Regions from separate parts of the Sus scrofa genome. Here all the other regions are linked to region 3. The links are chromatin contacts, called in public Hi-C and HiChIP or PLAC-seq maps. All regions are on one chromosome and are shown on one strand. The core of a region is the stretch at or near the end of the contact, and the rest is flanking DNA. Distances in the headings are between cores, read along the strand shown.

Region 1 (3,057 bases), core at 22-2,521, 150 kb before region 3:
TAAACTTCCCCAGAATGTAGGTCAACATCACCACGGTTCCTCATATTTTGTTGGTATTTTGAAAGTTGAAACATTCTGCCATTTTTTTTCCCAGACCGAGATCTGCTCAGGTTACATGTGTGGTTATGGTGATCATGCAAGTGAGCTCATGAATTCCTTCCGTCAGTAGTCACCTCTGAATTATGACAGTAAGCACGCAGATCACACCTTAACCTGGAGTGAACACAGCACTCACGACGGTGCTGACGAACCGTCTAAAATTGAAACTGCTCCACTGTTTTCTAGGCAGCTTCAGTGATCCGACTGCAAGGTTACAACACAGTTTTCATTTATTTCGCTTCAAAAGAGAACTGATACATTTTTGTGGTGGTGATTTGTGCACATTTGGACAGCGTGATATCAACACTATTGTCATATGATGAAGAATGGTCATTATTTTAAATCTACCATCGTCCTCCAGTGTCCCCTCTCCATCGGGATTTCTCAGCTTCAGCACTGTTGACATTTTAGAGCAGACAGTTCTTATTGTGGAAGCTGTTTTGTGCCTGGTAGGATGTTTAGCAAGATCCTATCCCCTACCTGCTAGATGCTATTCTCCCCCAGTTGTAACAATCAAGAATGTCTACATTCATGGCAGGTGTCTCCTGGTGGGGGGCAGCGAGCAGAGGTGAGATCACCCCCCACTCTGTTCTTATTTTGGTTTGGAAGTTCACCCTCTACGTCCTGAACACTTTCCCTCCTGCCATTTATTCTAAAAATGGAAACCCCGAGTTAGATCAAGTTTTCCAAGGCTCAAGCAAGGCTACTTTCGGAGAAAAAAAAAAAAAGTTCCCACCAGATGACCTGGAGTTGGGTTACACAGGACAGCCTCTCTCTTGGGCTTCCGGCCTTAGCAGGTGGAACTCTTCAAGGCTGCGCTTTCCCAGGGCTGTTCCAGAAGAAATGGCCCCCACTGACTGCGTCTGGGGGTGCTGACATAAGAAGAAAGGGAACTTGTCTTTAGAGACCTGAGCAGAGTCCTGGGCCCCCAGTTCAGTGGCTCCCTCCAGGCTCACCGCCTTCCTCTGCAGCCCCAGAAAGAGGGTAAGAGGCACGACCACAGTTCTTTCTTTGGATCGAAGCAGACATCCTCCCATCCCAGTGGCTGTGGTCTCCGAAGCTGGAACTCTCGTTAAGCCAGGAATGTGGAGCTCTCCACAGGCTAAGGCAGGCATAAATTTCCTCTGTTTGTTTTGTGAGGACTAGTGTCGACTGCTGTAATGAGATCAGAGGATCCCCTGGGACGAGGCCTCCAGGTCAGCGGCTGGAAGGGTTTTCTGGGGCTGTTCTCTTGGCTGCTGTTGGAGAGGGCGGCCCCTCTCCACACCACAGTTGTCGTGTGGGGAGGTGGCTGTGTTCTGGTTTCATGCCTTGTCTCTCTGCCTCTCCCTTGCTACCAAAACGTCATCGGGAGGTCGTCCAGTTCCAAATCACTGCCAGGGTAACATAAGGCACCTTCCTGAACCCGGGATAGACTTAGCTAGAAAGGGCAGGCAGGTGACTCCTTCCTTGGGGTAAGTGTCTGCACTGCCCGTGCTGGCTGGGGATGCTTTCTTAATGCCTGGCCTGACCCTTCAGTGCACCCTCACCCAGCATCACTCCACTACGAGGAAGAGTTGAGGCATGAGTCACAATAAGACAGCCTGTGCTACAAAGAACATGTTTCTGGCTCCAGCCTGAGTTACAGCCAAATGGCCATAGAGGGGACCACTGAATATGGCAGAATTGAGTTTAGCACACCTCAAACTGGAACTTCTGGCAGAATGGTATACTGAGCTGGTGCCACCTGGGCCCTTGGTAACCCCCAGCCCCACTCCACCCCCCTCCAACCCCCCTCCCCAAATTCTTAGGTGTGTTGGCCAGAATAGCAAATCATAAGTGCATTGTGAGCTCAGAGGCAGGAAAGAAAAATTCCCAGGTGCCAGAAAACTTTGATGCCACAAACTCAGCCGTGGGCTTTGGGGGCTGTGGTGTTTATGCTCTCACAGGAACTGTAGGCCAAACACAGCAAGGTGAATCCCCAGGGTCTGTGTGCAGCTGTGAGTGTGAGTGTTTGGGGCACAGGGCCGGGTGTTCTGTTGTTTGAATAGCTGTGGGGTCCCTAGTTACACTACCTGTGAGATGTGGAAACTTCAGTTATTTTGACGTAGATGCTAAACTGATGCAAGAGCGTGGAAAGCCCCCAGGCCCTAGTAGAAGCAAACATTAGGGCACAGGGCCCCCTCATAAAGAGCAAGCCACACGGTGGAGAAGCTAGTGTTGGAAAACGCAGAATTCAAGCCTCAGGAAAACAGAGGTCAACATGAATCCCAGAGATTGCTTTTGGCAGGGGCCCATCATGCCAAATGAAAGCTGTCTTCTGAGGCCTTTTTTTTTTTTTTTTTTTTTTTTTTGCTTTTCAAGGCCACGCCTGCAGCATATGGAGGTTCCTGGGCTAGGGGTTGAATAGGAGTTGTAGCTACTGGCCTGCACCACAGCCACAGCAACACAGGTTCCGAGCCACATCGGTAGCCTACGCTGCAACTTGTGGCAATGCTGGATTCTTGACCTACTGATCAAACCTGCATCCTTATGGATACTAATTGGATTCCTTACCACCGAGCCACAGCAGGAACTCCTCTCTTCTGAGGATTAATGGATGTTTCTTCCCAGAGGAACAAGGCATCCCTCCCAGTCTGGCCCACTAAGCAGCTAGGTTTCGATTGTAACCATGTGTCCCCAGTAAGGCGATTGCCTCGTCCTATGGCTTATCCTCAGGGTATTATTGAGAATATTTAAATTCCTTAATTGGAAAGCTTTTATTGAAGAGGTAGGTGGTCCCCTTGAGTGTCTGTACAGAGATACTATATCCAGTCTCTTGTGATGAAATATGATGGAAGATAATAGAAAAAAGTATATAGATATGACTGGGTCACCTTGCTATTCAGCAGAAACTGGCACAACATTGTAAATCAACTATACTTTAATAATTAAAAAAGAGATACCTTCATAGTGATTTCCCTTGTCTTTGCTTCCTTT
Region 2 (3,029 bases), core at 366-2,865, 140 kb after region 3:
TCTAACCCCCTCCTTCTCCTCCCCTAACCCCCTAACTACAGAGCCAGGCAGTGCAGGTACCAGGTGAAAACATCTTCTGCCCTGCTCCTCCCGTTGTGCTCCAGAGGAAGAAGAATGAGTCTCCTGCTGGGGCAGGATGACAGCCACAGTAGCAGATTTTTTTTTTTTAATTTTATGGCCCCCCTCGAGGCATAGTCCCAGGCCAGGGCTTGAATCTGAGCCACAGCTGTGGCACCACCAGATCCTTTAACCCACTGTACCAGGCTCGAGATTGAACCCACGCCTCCCCAGCAACCCGAACCGCTGCAGTCAGATCCTTAACCCACAGCACCATGGCAGGAATTCCAGCAGTAACAGGTTAAACTAGCGATGGCTGCCCCTGACCCTTGGTGAGTCTCCATAGTGAACCCAAGTGAGACGGCACCTGTGTGGCTGCCCCAGGTCTAAAGACGTTGGTGCCCCTGCTGTTCAGAGCTGGTGGTGGTGGTCAGCAGGGCTCTCCATCTTGCCACCTCACTGTTTATGAGGGTCCGGGTAAGGAAAACCAAACCACTGCTGAGACGTAAAACCCTGAGTTGGTGGGACAGTAAATAGGAGGTGAAGCCCTACTGGGCCTAGCTGGGGTGTAAGAATTTGCCAGAAGAAAGGCAAGGAGGCCTCAGCCTTCTCAATGTCCAAGGCCAAGTCCCATTAGCTGACTTGTAAACCCCTTTGGGGAATGTGGGGGTGCCTGCCAACCAGGGAAAGCAAAGTTGTCCCAGCTCCATAGAGGGCCTGTGGCTCTTGTTTATTCCAGGGGCAAACGCCCATCCACTTGGAACCTGCTACCCTGAAATCAGCACATAGCTGTGGTGAAGTTACCACTGCCTTTCCAAGAACATGTCAGGGGCTTCCCTTTGGTACGTGGGGTAAGTCCTCCCTTGCTAGAGGGGTAGAAGCACCTTCTAGAAAGAAACAAGGGTCCTTGGGCTTTGGGGTTTTTTTTCACAGGGAAAAATGTCTATAGCTAACAAGTTTCCTTTGACCTCTTTGCAAAGCAGCTTGAGTTGCAACAGCTCTGCTGACATGTTATATGGCCTTTTGCTTCAAGGACTTTGAAACCAGCATTGTTGATTTTTCCTCTTTCCTGTCAGCCTCTGTCCTGTTTCCGTCGTGTATTAGATTTGCTGTCTGGAGGATTTTAAATACAGTAGCTCCTGGTATGGAAGGCTTTTGGACTTTGCCCATGGCCTGAACTATGGGTATATATTCTTGCTGAACATAAGTAAATACAATTTAGAGCAGAAGCAGAATTGCTTTGTTGTCAGCTGTGGGGAAGATGCCACGAGGCCCAAAATGCCGTAACCCCTGCTGTGCAAACAAGGCTTCTGCCTGGTGTGGAAACATCCGTGTCCCCAACAGCAGACCTCTGTGCTGTTTAGGCACCATCCAGGATCTGAGTGTCTGTTTGTTATCCAAAGGGTATACAAGGGAAATCAAACATTCTTTCATATCATTATAAGCCCTGTGCAAACACAGCCCCTGGACAAAGCCCTTTCCCGGGCCTGTAACAAGGAACTGTTTGTCCTGACTGCCTGTCTTTAGCGGTCGGAGCAGGGCTGAGCCGAGTGTGGTGTCATGTGCACCATTGCGATCTTGCTCTCCTGGGCCAGGCAGGATTTGACAGGTGTCAAGGGACGGAGTTTACCCTATGGAATTCAATCAGAGCACCCACTGGGAGCCTTCAGCAAATGCCACGTCTAGCAGGCTCAGAGCTATGGAGTAACCTGACTAAGCCATTGCAGCAGCGGAAAGACAAAAGATCGGGTTCCTAGGATTGCCTTTGTGTATGGGGATTAACTAGCCACAAATGCCGGGATCCAGACTCACGTCTGCCTATGTCTGATGCAACCGAAGGAAAAGCCTGAGCTCAGAATAAAATATCTTCCTCTCACTCCCCTGAACAATCCAGACATAACACTGCAGCTCCTGAATATTAATGAGGGCCTGATTTCTTCACCCAAAACTATTCTGATCAGTTAAATCCAGATCTGCCTCTGTTTTTCTGGTTACTTAAATTCACTCAAGTCCACTTGTTCCACCTTCTAAAGCTGTAGTGTCCAGTACACGTGGCTGCTGAGCCCTAGAAATGAGGCTGGTCTGAATCGTGATGCACCCCCATGGGTAAAACACCCCTTGGAATTTGAAATTTTGGGATCCCTCACAAGGTGAACTCTTGCAATCATTTCTGTGTTAATTATATGTTGAAAATAGTTTGGTTCCGTTGGAGTCAATTGAATATGTTATTAAAATTCATTTCACCTGCTTCTTTTCACTTCTTTTGACGGTGCTACTAGAAGATGTAAAATCACACGCTCAGCTCACGTTGTTTGCATTGGACAGCGCTGGGCTGGCGCCTGAAGGAAGCTTGGGTTAATAGTGCCATCTGCTGGTCCATCTAAAGCAGACGCTAGTGTGACGAGTTCAGCCGGCTGAGTTGGGAAATACTGTTAAGAAACATGCAACCTTCCTCTTCCAGAAGCTTCTGAGCAGGATCAGAGCTGACGCCTGAAATCTCTGCCTCATCAGCAGGGGTCTTGGAGAGGGCAGTGGCAGAATGCTGGAAAGTGCTGGCCTGCGTTCTCTACCTCATGGGTGCCGAGGAGGCCCAAGAGAACAGCGGCTCTTTACCTAAGAAATATTTCAAACCACCACAGGGTTGTAAACAAACATTTAAAGGAATACAAGGAGGACACAGAACTGTCCATGAAGAGACTAGTGTCCACTCTCTGGATGATGCTGACCTACTTGTCAAGAGTTTGAAAGTAGGACTCTGACGGCAGTAGTGTCTGCATCAGTTACCCGTTGCTATATAACAGTTCAACCTCAAAACATTGTGGCTTCAGGGAGTTCCTGTCATGGTGCAGCAGAAACGAATCCGACTAGGAACCGCGAGGTTGTGGGTTCGATCCCTGGCCTCGCTCAGTGGCTTAAGGATCTGGCATTGCCCTGAGCTGTGGGTAGGTCGCAGACACGGCTTGGATCCTGAG
Region 3 (3,060 bases), core at 69-2,568:
GTTTTAAGGCTTGGCAATAATTCTCTAAATCCTCTGACATTGGTGGAGCATGGTGAGGGAATAATTCTGCTTTAAAAGAAATTTTTAATTGCATTTACATTTATTTGAACCCTCCTTTTTTTTTTCTTTGTGCCTTTAAGAAAGACTTAGTATATTTGCAAACCCTACCAGGGTGAAGGCAGGAAAATGCAGAGATTTCCTTGTCAGCTTGGATCAGGATCTCTGACAGTGCCCCCAAATTGTTTCTGTTTTGTTGATTCTGGTGTTAAAAATGTGACCTTCCTGCTTCAATAAAGAAAAAAAAATGTTACCTTCCAGGAAAAGGAGGAGGGATAAAAATAATAAAACAACAACAACAACAATGATTTAACTGGCCAGAGGTGTTCATTGAGCTGACTTAGTATTAAACTCTAAAGATCTTCAAGTATTTGCAGATGGATATATATACAGCTTCCTTACAGAATCCTCTTAATTGAAGAAATGTTTCATCTCTATCTCTGTTGACAGAAAAGATTGCCTACTGATAATTGCTTTGCTTAAGTGTCTGATAATATGCCAGGAATGAGAGCATTCTGTGTTAGGTCATCTTTAATTATGCATGTACCACCTGTCGGCTCTAAATCAGCACCAGATTAGATCCTCAAGGAGTCAGTTTGGGGAGGGTTGGAGGGAAGCGGGGGTGATCTCTTTTAGAAACAACAAAAATAGAGAGTAGTAAACATGGCTTATAACCTGCAGCTTTTTTAAGGAGCCTCATCTTCATTGTTCTTGGGCAGGAATAAGCTCTTGGTACATCTGAAAGACGGTTGAAATCTCGCCCAAGCTACTTCGAGTGGCGATAAATTACTGTGAGAGTGGATGGTGGTTCCATCTGTTGCATTTCCTTTTTGCTCCTTCTCATCGTTGTAAATGAGCCAGGGAGAAGCTCAGAAACATTTTTTATAAGCTCTGTGAGGACAGGAAATATGTTAACGATGTTAGATTTCATACATTTCAGGGGTTTTTTTCAGTAGCGGGTTGGCTTTTTTTAGAAGGACAAATGTGGGTTGGAAATAATGTTTGTTACCCTCTGTCAGCTTTTGGTAGTTTTATTCTCACTTTTCAGGGTTGTTTGGGACTTTCTGGTGGGATGTTGAGGGTTCTTTACTGAAGGTTCTATTCTCTCTTCTATCCTTTGAGAGCATGGATTTGTGAAAGGTGTTTCTTTGTTCACCTGTCAGAGGCTCCAGGAAACCTTGAGATGTGAGAGGAGGAGGTTTGGGTTGACGGAGAGGCTGAAGGTAGAGAAGGGCTCAGTGGAAGGAAACAACAGGGACATGAGGGGTCACGTGGTGACTTTCTTGGACACCCCTGCAAAGGTGAGGCTCCTAGCCTGACTGCTCTCCAGCCTGAGAACTGCCTCGGTAAAAGTTTGTGACTAATAACCCTAGAAACAAGAACTTGGAGATCCTAAAGTCTCTTATTCCAAACACTGCTGGCTGAAAGTGTTGAAGGGAAAACCAGTTCAGCTGATAAAGGCACGAAGACCCTGGACCCCATGCTCTTCTTCCTGAGCCCCATGGTCCAGCCTCATGGCACTGAAGGACCCTTGGCTGCCTTCTGATATATTTTTTTATGGTCGCACCCACTGCATATGGAAATTCCCAGGTGTCAAGGGAAGGTGCTGTGGTCTCTGCACACAGCTGGAGAAAGAACTTTCCAGATTCAAAGCAAGGTGAAGAAATGACAAGTTTATTGAGGCAAGAGACCCTGTTAACAGAGCGGACCAACTTCCTGATAATCAGGGAGACACAACCTAGGTGCCTGGTTGTGTCTGCTTTTATAGCCCAGAGACAAAGGAGTGCAAGGAGAGGTCTTGCCATACACCTGTTGACCTGCTGATTGGTTGGGGAAGAATGGGGTCTTCTGAAACACTTGCTGGTTGGTTGGGGACATATGGTGCCCTCATAGGGGCGAGGTAAGGAGTGGGCCACATACCTTTTCTAGTAGGGGGGCAGGAAGGAGTAAGCCAGGTGGGTCAAGGGGAGGCGATGAGGAGTGGGCCACATACCTTTCCTAGTAGGGGGACAGGAGGGCATAGGCCAAGGTGCTGGGGTGGGGAGGTCCTTAGGAACATTGTAACAATTACAGTGAGACGGGTGGGATGATAAGGGTCTAGCAATTCTTATCTCAGCTGGAGCCTTTTTGAGTTTTAGCTCTGGTAGAGAGGCCTTGAACTCCCACAGAAGGGAGTTGCCTGCTTCCTCCAGGAGTCTGTACAGTGAAACAGAAGGCGCCTTGGATCGCATCCCGGTTCCCACACATTCTGGCCTCTTGCTGGCTGTGTGACTGTGCGAGGGGCTCCCTCAAAGCTTCGAAGCTTCCATTTCTTGCCATGCAAAATGGAAACAATGTTTTCACTTCACGAAGTTGCCCTGAGACTTAAGCAAGGTCAAGGGGAGCCCTGTGGACAGCAGTGCGCTGTGCAGAGTTGGGTGCTTGCCCAGGTCCCCAGAAGGGGGACCTTGGAGCTCAGGGTTGTTACCAATGCAAGGGACAGAACTGCCTCCCTTGCAGGGTTACTGCTAGCTGGATATCTGAATAAAATGTCATGTATAAAAATAAAGCGTCGCATGTAAAAGCCCCCAGCACTGGGCCTGCTACAGAGCAGGTGTTAGGTACCATCAGCCTTGTTTTTGCCTCTGGACCTGAGGAGTCTGGGAGAGGGCGTCCTCTGTCATGCACCTCTGCTGGCCAGGTCCTCGGCAGGTGCGCTTTGACCTTCCCTGGAGACCTGGCCTAATGCTCACACTTTCTGTTGTCCTGTCGCCCTGTCATCTCAGTACAGAGCCACCGTCTCTGCTTCTTCCTTCTCCTTCCTCCTCCCTTCTCTCTTTCCTTCTCTTCCTAACCCTCTTGTCCTCTTTTTAGCCAGCTCACTTCCCTCTGTGCATTCTCCGGAAGATTGGTCTATGAGCACAAAGTTTAAAATACTATTTTCTGTAATTTTTTGTTCAAAACAAGAGGTTTTAGGTAGCTGGGGGGAGGGGCTTTTTTATTTTCATCTGAGTTTGCTTAGCG

Evidence for each region. Hi-C and Micro-C count contacts between places; a contact is called where the count stands out from the background. HiChIP or PLAC-seq counts read pairs in DNA pulled down with a chosen protein or histone mark.
Region 1: a contact with region 3 is called in a Hi-C map of skeletal muscle, with 6 times the contacts expected there. The contact joins two enhancer-like sites. A contact is called at or near these places in 3 of 47 Hi-C or Micro-C datasets (embryonic fibroblasts and skeletal muscle) and 1 of 2 datasets of contacts at active chromatin or transcription factors (skeletal muscle).
Region 2: a contact with region 3 is called in an H3K27ac HiChIP or PLAC-seq map of skeletal muscle. The contact joins two enhancer-like sites. A contact is called at or near these places in 4 of 47 Hi-C or Micro-C datasets (brain, embryonic fibroblasts and skeletal muscle) and 1 of 2 datasets of contacts at active chromatin or transcription factors (skeletal muscle).

The regions. Positions count from the first base shown.
Region 1 is chr1:58,199,510-58,202,566 of Sscrofa11.1, reverse strand. The region is part of intron 1 of BACH2 (transcription regulator protein BACH2); the gene reads left to right. Among named protein-coding and RNA genes, the nearest start is that of BACH2, 80 kb to the left of the region's middle. Within about 2 kb of position 1,271, at least 39 of the 83 cell types and tissues checked have an H3K27ac peak or open chromatin away from gene starts, as enhancers often do. A contact at or near this core is called in skeletal muscle, where this site is marked.
Region 2 is chr1:57,910,622-57,913,650 of Sscrofa11.1, reverse strand. All of the region lies in intron 4 of BACH2 (transcription regulator protein BACH2), which reads left to right. Among named protein-coding and RNA genes, the nearest start is that of GJA10, 32 kb to the right of the region's middle. Within about 2 kb of position 1,615, at least 18 of the 83 cell types and tissues checked have an H3K27ac peak or open chromatin away from gene starts, as enhancers often do. A contact at or near this core is called in skeletal muscle, where this site is marked.
Region 3 is chr1:58,051,004-58,054,063 of Sscrofa11.1, reverse strand. The region is part of intron 2 of BACH2 (transcription regulator protein BACH2); the gene reads left to right. Among named protein-coding and RNA genes, the nearest start is that of GJA10, 170 kb to the right of the region's middle. Within about 2 kb of position 1,318, at least 2 of the 83 cell types and tissues checked have an H3K27ac peak or open chromatin away from gene starts, as enhancers often do. A contact at or near this core is called in skeletal muscle, where this site is marked.